Regions from separate parts of the Rattus norvegicus genome. Here region 1 is linked to region 2. Evidence: chromatin contacts called from public Hi-C data. All regions are on one chromosome and are shown on one strand. Each heading gives the region's core, a stretch centred on a gene start, on an enhancer-like site or on the middle of the called end of the contact. The rest is flanking DNA. Distances are from core to core; before and after follow the strand shown.

What was found. A called contact is a pair of places that touch in the nucleus more often than the background predicts.
Region 1: a Hi-C map of frontal cortex shows a contact between it and region 2, with 2.3 times the contacts expected there. The contact joins the promoter of B3gat1 here to the enhancer-like site in region 2. A contact is called at or near these places in 2 of 12 Hi-C or Micro-C datasets (the A7r5 cell line and frontal cortex).

Annotation. Positions count from the first base shown.
Region 1 is chr8:33,360,956-33,364,832 of GRCr8, forward strand. It overlaps B3gat1 (beta-1,3-glucuronyltransferase 1), which reads left to right and starts at 2,350. Exons shown (of 7, transcript NM_054003.1): 1 at 2,350-2,452.
Region 2 is chr8:33,269,142-33,273,028 of GRCr8, forward strand. No RefSeq gene overlaps it. Among named protein-coding and RNA genes, the nearest start is that of B3gat1, 92 kb to the right of the region's middle. Within about 2 kb of position 2,305, at least 9 of the 93 cell types and tissues checked have an H3K27ac peak or open chromatin away from gene starts, as enhancers often do.

The sequences.
Region 1 (3,877 bases), core at 1,100-3,599, 92 kb after region 2:
GTCTTCATGAGCCTTCTCATGCTAATTTTAATATCACATTATTGTTTCAAGTTGGCTTTATAAATACTAAAAAAAAAAAAAATACCATAAACAGAGCCTGAGGCTAACTTACAAGACATGTTTTCAGAATGGCGTTTTATTATCACTGTTGTTCTCGCAAGAATGGTGAGATAAAGCTTGCAACCGTTCCTGTTCCGTCTGGTTGAACTCCAAGCTAGAGGAGTTAGAGAGGGAGCCACCCCACAGAACAACCAGAGGACAGCGGGGCCAGACAAGAGTCTGCTGGCTTGTTGAAAGCCATCTTATTACTGAAGAGATGGGTCAGAGGATGGCAGTCTCTGGCCAGGCTGTTTAGCTAGTGTCTGTAGGCTGTTCATTATCCCACCATTGTCCTGAACTCCTGACCTGGGGATCCGGCACAGTCCCGGGCAGAGATAAGGAGTGGGTGTGACCCCACACATGGATGCTCCTGTCTGTGGGCATCAGATTCCCTGTTGGCAAGAATCAACCTCCAAGATTATCTCTGCTCTGTCACTTGGTAATTGTGAGTGATACGGTTTACTCACGGAGATGCATCAGGGCAGCATGCCCTGAGCTTCCTGGGGTGAAGTAAGGGGAGAAGAGTCTGGAGGAAATCTCTTTCTAAAGACAGTAATTATATATGTTCCATGGGATGTTGTAAACTGTGGCTTCTACCAAACCTCAAAGTCTTGATTCTGGAGTCCCTGCACCACCCACCTTCACACAAGAGGAGAACCAGGCTTCATCCTGACAGGCAGAGGTGATGGTGAAGACCTATGAGCTCGGCCTCAGACCACAGTATAAAGTTCACTCTGATCCAGCAATGCCTAGCTGTGGACCTTTGCATTGAGAAAGGAGGTGACAGACCCTGGAGAAAGAAAGCACTGGCATTTACAGGAGCTGGCCTGTTGGAGTTTTGAAGAGGACACAGCTGGAGGCCCTGACCACAGGTGTCAGTGAGGACCATCAGGATTGTAAACCTGAAGGTGTGTGGATGTGTCTTAGGCTCTGGGAAGCGGACAAAATCATTTGGAAATCTCCCACTGGAGGACTGAATGGCCTGTACACAAACACACACACACACACACACACACACACACACACACACAGAGAGAGAGAGAGAGAGAGAGAGAGAGAGAGAGAGAGAGAGAAGACACAGAGAGACAGAAAGAGACAGAGGCAGAGACAGAGACAGAGACAGAGACAGACAGATACAGAGAGATACAGACAGACGGACGGGCGGACGGTTGTGCTCCCTGTATCCAAGTTCCCCAGTACAGAGAAATTCCTGGATTGCCTGCCCACCCACCTTGGCCATCTCTCCACTCCTCTGCACCAAGCAGTTCTTCCTGCCTCCTTGTTAGAATGCCCAGTGCAGGGGCGTGGGGGGAAGAAAGGAGAGAGTGACACTCAAATATCTTGTCCTTAAAGAAAGAAGCAGTGCCCACAGGTGGGGCCGCTCCACTGGCAGGCTCCTGGGGACTCCCACATCTAACCCATACAAACAACCCCGTATCCACTTCGGTTTGTCCGAAGCCAAGCTGGGGGCCGCACCCTCTTTCACTGCCGCACTCATTCCAGCTCAGTGTCTTAGTCCCGCAGAACCGTCCCCCATGCGGCCAACCCCCCAACCCCCAGCATCCCAGCCCGGAAACAATCGCCCTTTGAGAGAGGCTGCCAAGCCAAGGGGCCTGAGCAGCCAGGATTGAGGGATGGAGGCGGGTGAGCTGGGGGTGCGGGCAGGGCGGGCGAGCTCTCACTCCTCGAGCCAAAGCTGGGGTGCTCTGGGCTCCGCCCGAGGCCACTCCAGCATCCGAACGAAGCCCCAGACGCCCCAGAGGGAGGGCCACAGCGGAGAGCGCGGGGAGGTGATACCAAGCTCGGGGAGGGGGTCCCGCGTTGGCCCCCGCCTCAGCCCGCGAGGTTGGTACGGACCGCGAGTGGCTCGGGTCCCGCCGGCAGCTCGCGCTCGCGGGGGCGGGGTGTGTGGGGGCGGGGCGGGAGGCGCTGTCACAGCCGCGGCCGCGCCGCGCATCCGCCGCTGCCAGCGCCGAGGGCACCACGCGCTGGCCCGCTCGGCTGGGCTCCGGCCGCGCGCCCAGCCATCCCGGCCCGGCCAGCCCGCGCGTCGCCTCCTGGGGCTCTTATCGCCGCCCCGCGCCTCGTCGCCCGCGCCCTCCCGCGCACTCCGGGGCTCCGGCCGCCGCCTGGCTGAGCCCAGAAGCAGCCGGGCCGAGGCAGCGGGCCGCCCGGGGGTGCGGACGAGTGGGCCCGCGGCTATGAAGTGGCCCCCGAGGGTACGGAATCGGAGAACACCCGGAGAGAGAAGCGCGCGCATCGCAGGGCAGCAGCCCTGGGTCTCTGGGGCCAGGGCATAGGACTGCCACCCGCTATGGACCGCGCCAGGGACGATATGGACTCGCTGCCGCAGGTCAGTGTCCGGCGCCCTGAGCCCCCACCTCCGCAGTGCACAGAGCCCCTTTATGCGTCTCCATCAGTACCCACGCCATGTCCGCTCGCGTGCGCGCGGTGTGTGTGTGTGTGTGTGTGTGTGTGTGTGTGTGTGTGTGTGTGTGTGTGTGTTGCACAAAATAGGGACATCAGGAAATAGGGCCGGCTGGCAGGGCCTGCACCTGAGGGGCTAGGAAATAAAGCTAGGATGCTTCCTGCCCCGCTCCATTAGGAGGAAGGAAGAACTGGTTGCCTGAGTCTTCTAACAACTGGTCTTTCTTTAGCTATTCTATCCCTTGCCACCTCAGCAGGTGGTTCTTGGTGGCCCAGGAGATCACAGGATAAAGGGTCAGCTCTAGCTGCGCCCCTGCTCACTGGCAGGGACCCTATCGCTCTGCCTGTCCTGGACATTTACAATTAAATTCTTTTCAGGGTAACCAAGCGCCGCGCATCTTTCCTGTGGGTGCTGGGAGCTGGAGAGTGGCAGTCAATCTTTGAGACCTTCAGTGCAGGAAAGCAGAAGGAGGCAGGACCAGGTCATTACCTTCCTCTGTGCACTTGATCATACAAGTTCAGAGAAGGAAACTGAGACGTGAGGCAAGAGAAAAAGTATCAGATCCAGCACCTCAGGGAACCCGGTATCAGCCTCCTACTGAGAAGCTCAGGTCAAGAGCCCACCCACCCCCCCACCTCACCCCACCCACCTATAGGAACTTGGTTTTCATGAGCTACTACTTTCTTAGCCAGATCCAGTCCTAGTGCACTTGCTGGACAGCTTTTGGAGCCGAAATGACCCCCAGATTTCTAAGGCACAGGACCCTGAGCAGGGCCTTTTGTTGACAGTGGATTCCCCCATGCTTGCGGGATACTTCCCTACGGAGACCGGTTTAGCTGAAGTGCCCAGCAGGATCCTGATCTTGGACTATCTGGCATACATTTTCAAGCGAATGAGACGGACATCCATGTGCCTGGCACAGAAATAACGTGTGCACCGGCGTGTGCATGTGTGTAAATGGCAGGCACACGGCTTCAGGAGCGACTGGTGTTGAGCTGGGTAGGGATGCTGTTGCTCTAGTCTTCTGTCCTGAACATCTCCCTTTTCAGTCGAGAGTCACTACAGAGAGGAGGCATTTCCTTTTAGAAGCTGCTCATTGGTGACCACTATTGAACCAAACATCAAGTCCTTTCGGTGTTCATGCAAGACAAAGATCCTCCCCACAAAACCCTCACACAACCACCCACTCCGCTCAGTTCACATCCAGGATCTGAAAAGGTCCTGGGTTTGCATCCTACCTCCTCTCTGCCCCTTTCAACAAGAGAAAAATGCTACCTAGGGTGATGGGCCGGGGAGATGAATACATGCATGTCCGCACTTGGTAGTGAGGCCATTGTCCTGCTGCTCCCT
Region 2 (3,887 bases), core at 1,055-3,554:
AAGAATGTCCCTTACAGGCATGCTCATCAGCAGCTTACATTGCTGTTGATTCTAGATTTAGTCTCGTTGACAGTCAAGATTATGTGTCTGGGTTGGAAGGCTTTAATTCAGTTTTAAATACAATATTTTTGTTTATTCTTTGAGAATTTCATACAGCACACAATGTACTTTGACCATATTTACCCCCACTGTTCTCCCTAACTCCTACAGAGATTACCCACAATCTCTTCCCTACTTTATATACTCTCTATTTTTTGACTATTGTTTTTTTTAAGACTTACCCACAAGTCCACATTTTTAAACCATATATTTGTGGAGGTGAGTATATTTGCTGGAGCATTTTGACATTATCAAGGATTACAACTTTAAGAAAACTTGATTTTCTTTTCTCCGGAAGCCATGTTATTTCTCACTCTTTCCGTGTGTGTGTGTGTGTGTGTGTGTGTGTGTGTGTGTGTGTGTGTGTGTGTGTGTAAACCTATGAATGTCAAAGGATAACATTTAGGAGTTGGCTCTCTCCTTCCTGCTTCCCGTCATCATCTGCATGCTATCTAAAACACCAAGCCATGAATATGATGTGCACAGATGCAATCAAGTAAACAAAAGTAGTATATACATAATTGTGTCCAAGCAGGTCCTGAGGACACAAGCAAGTTTCATGAAGAAGTTTCCCATGTGCTTCCTACAGTTTCTACTCCTGTTACAATGCTCTCTTTTCCTAAGCATTTATCTATGGCCTCATAGACTATGAAATATGATCTGGGGAAGAGAAGACAGGGGCTTGGTTTGTCAATAATTCTGCACACTATGCAGATACCATCCAGGAGTAGACATTTGGGGAACTCTTTACAGTGAGAAAAACTTTAGACAGTACACATCATTTACATTTTGCTTGGAAGGAGAAACTGTTATTTATCGTGTGTATGTATGTGTGTGTGTGTGTGTGTGTGTGTGTGTGGTGTGTGTGTGTGTGTGAAGGAGAGAGAGTCTGTCTCTGTGTGTATATGTCTGTCTGTCTGTGTTTGTGTCTGTCTATCTTCGTCTCTGTTTGTCTGCATGTTTGTGTGTCTGTCTGTGCATGTCTGTCTGTCTGCCTTTGTGTACTGAGCATGCATGTGCATGCGTTCCTGTGTGTGTGTGTGTGTGTGTGTGTGTGTGTGTGTGTGTGTGTGTGTGTGTGTGTGTGTGTAGGCACTCATGCCATGGCATGGCCAGATAACTTTCAGGAGTGAGTCATTTCCTTCTATGTGATTTCCAGTGAAGTGCCCTTTTTTACTTACTAAACCATCTCACCACCCTAGGTTGGATGTTGCTTTGAAAACCTGCATTAGTACATAGAAAGGCAAAGGGGGAAAGAAAAGCTGTGAAGCCTTACAAGTTATTCATTTCTGCTTGTTCAAGTATGTTCTCCACACCCACTGCAGCTCTTCAATGTGCTCAGTGTCTGTTGGGAAACATAAGAAAGACAATAATGATCCCTTTGGAATCCGCTGCAGATGGCAAGCACTGAGGATGCTTCAGATTAATTTTATTTATGAAAAATCATCTATTATAGGCAAGGTATTATGAGAATATCTGGGGGGAAAGGAGGTAGGGATGACAGAGGGCTTCCTCATTTCTTCTTGTTTTGTAATAGGTACCTTCATCATCGATGTTACTTCCAACTCTAACAATGACCCCCAGGGTTGAAATGAGAAAACAGGAGCAAGACTCCCTAAACTCTGCAAGCAGCAAAGAGCTAAGTTGGAATTTAAATTTAGGCTTGTCTAGCACCCACGCTCAAGCTCTTTGCACGCTGAGACGCAGCAAGGCAGATGTTAGTACTGCTCCACCTGACAACTTGGAAGATGTCCACAGCCATTTCTTGCTATGATCAAAAGGTTCTCAAACACTGGCATGCTGGATGACCTCCTGGAGGCTATCAGTCACAGAATGCTAGCCCCACCTAATGTGTGTCTTCTCCAGGACCTCTGGAATAGGTCTCAAAGACATAGATTTTTAATAAGTACACAGGTGGTGCTGATGTTCTTTGGCCAGGAACCCTGTTCTGAAAGTCATCGCTGCAAATGCCACATCCTTGTGCTTAAGAACTCAAGACACCCCACAGCAGTTCAGTGAAGTTGCCACAGAAAGTTTCAGGGCATCACCGGAGGGTTTGTCCCATCTCCCTGGAGCCCCCACTGCCATCTGGTAGGAAAATGGGCTCTGCGCCTCGGTGCTCTCAAAATTCATGAGCCCCATAGGCTCCCTCCATGTGAACCTAGCTGGGTTCTCTCTGCTGCCCTCCCTTTCTTGTTCTTAATTAAGATTCCTTCCTTCCAGATGGCAATGTGCCTTACTCTTCTGTCTTCCTTGCTTCTCTGATGGAGGCAGAGTGATGATTCTGTCTTATTTTAAAAGGTGTAGGAGGGCAGGGTGTATATCTGTGGGAATATCTTGTTGCTGAGATCACATTCCCCAAAAGTATTCATGTATATTAAATAGATGTACAAGAAAGGAATGGAAGGCGCTATTCCCACTTTACAGATGGGGATTTGAAATCAATTAAACCCAGGTTTAACACCTATAGTAATACTACTATTGACAACATTTCTACAAATGAATGCTTACTGTGCTATCATATAAGCACAGGTATGTTTCATCTGATGCTCACACAACCCTTTGAGGTATTAGTCATTATTAAGTTATCACAAATACATCATAGCCTCATACTTTCTGAGCCCTGTCACTGCCTTATCTCATTTAATCCTCCCAAATTCCCCATGGGTATCACATAGGAAGTCACAATATCAGGTGTAAACTCAAATCCATGATTTAATTACTGCACTCCCTGTGAGTATTGACATTGTAACCTCAGACTTCTAGGTTTCTAGGATGATGGTTTCACCCACTCCAACCTCTGACAACCTAGTGGTCCCAGCATGCTGTAAGACACACAAAGCATATTGTTGGTTCTGCCGTTAAATACTACAACCTTTGGGGCTTGGGTGTTCCCATTCCCCAGGTCAATGTGATGAAAACATAGTCTCCAAATTAATTTCTTAATGGAAGTTGGAGCTGTGGCCTTTTGGGTGCAATTAGAGCTAGATGGGGATATGAGAATAGCACGGCCATGAAAGTTTAATGGGTTAATCAGAAAAGGAAGGGTGATTTGTGCTATCATGCTTTCCCTGCTTCACCATGTGATGCCTTCCACCATGTTATGATAAGACTCTCAGGATGGACTTGTCTTCGTATTAATCATTATATTAATGGGTTTATCTGAAAAGGGAGGTTGACTTGTGCTGCAATACTTTCTTGGTCTCACCATGCCACATTATAAAGCAGCAAAAGAAGCCCTTAACAGATGTTGACACCTTCATCTTAGACTTTGAGCACCCAGTATGGTGAGATATAAACTCCTTTGTAATTCACACTGCCTAGAGTATTCCGTTAGTCACTAAAAACTAAACTAGGTAATCTCCTGCTTTCCCATGAATTCTGGGGACTGATGACATTTTGAAAGGATTCACAATCTAAGTTGCATTTGAGGAGAATCCAAAACTATAAGTTGTGGTTCCCTGTTGGTCATTGCTTTCAAATGGGCCAAAGTAGGATGACCATAGAACAGATCTCAGGGAGCCTTCCAGGTCTCTGTGGGTCTGCCTCCTAAGCCCTTTGAACATTCCCAGAGGGAAGGGTGCTTCTCAGAGCACTGTCACAGACCTCTTCTTTTTGCCTTTGGATTGTTTTCTGCAAAAGGAATATACACCCAGACAGCCCTGGGCCACCATGTCCTTTCTGGAGAGCAGGGAGTGATGGTGAAAGGGAATTCAGGAAGAGTATTGACTGGCAACTCAGAGGAACAGTTAGGGTATGTGGGAAAAAGATAACAAATCCTGGCTGAA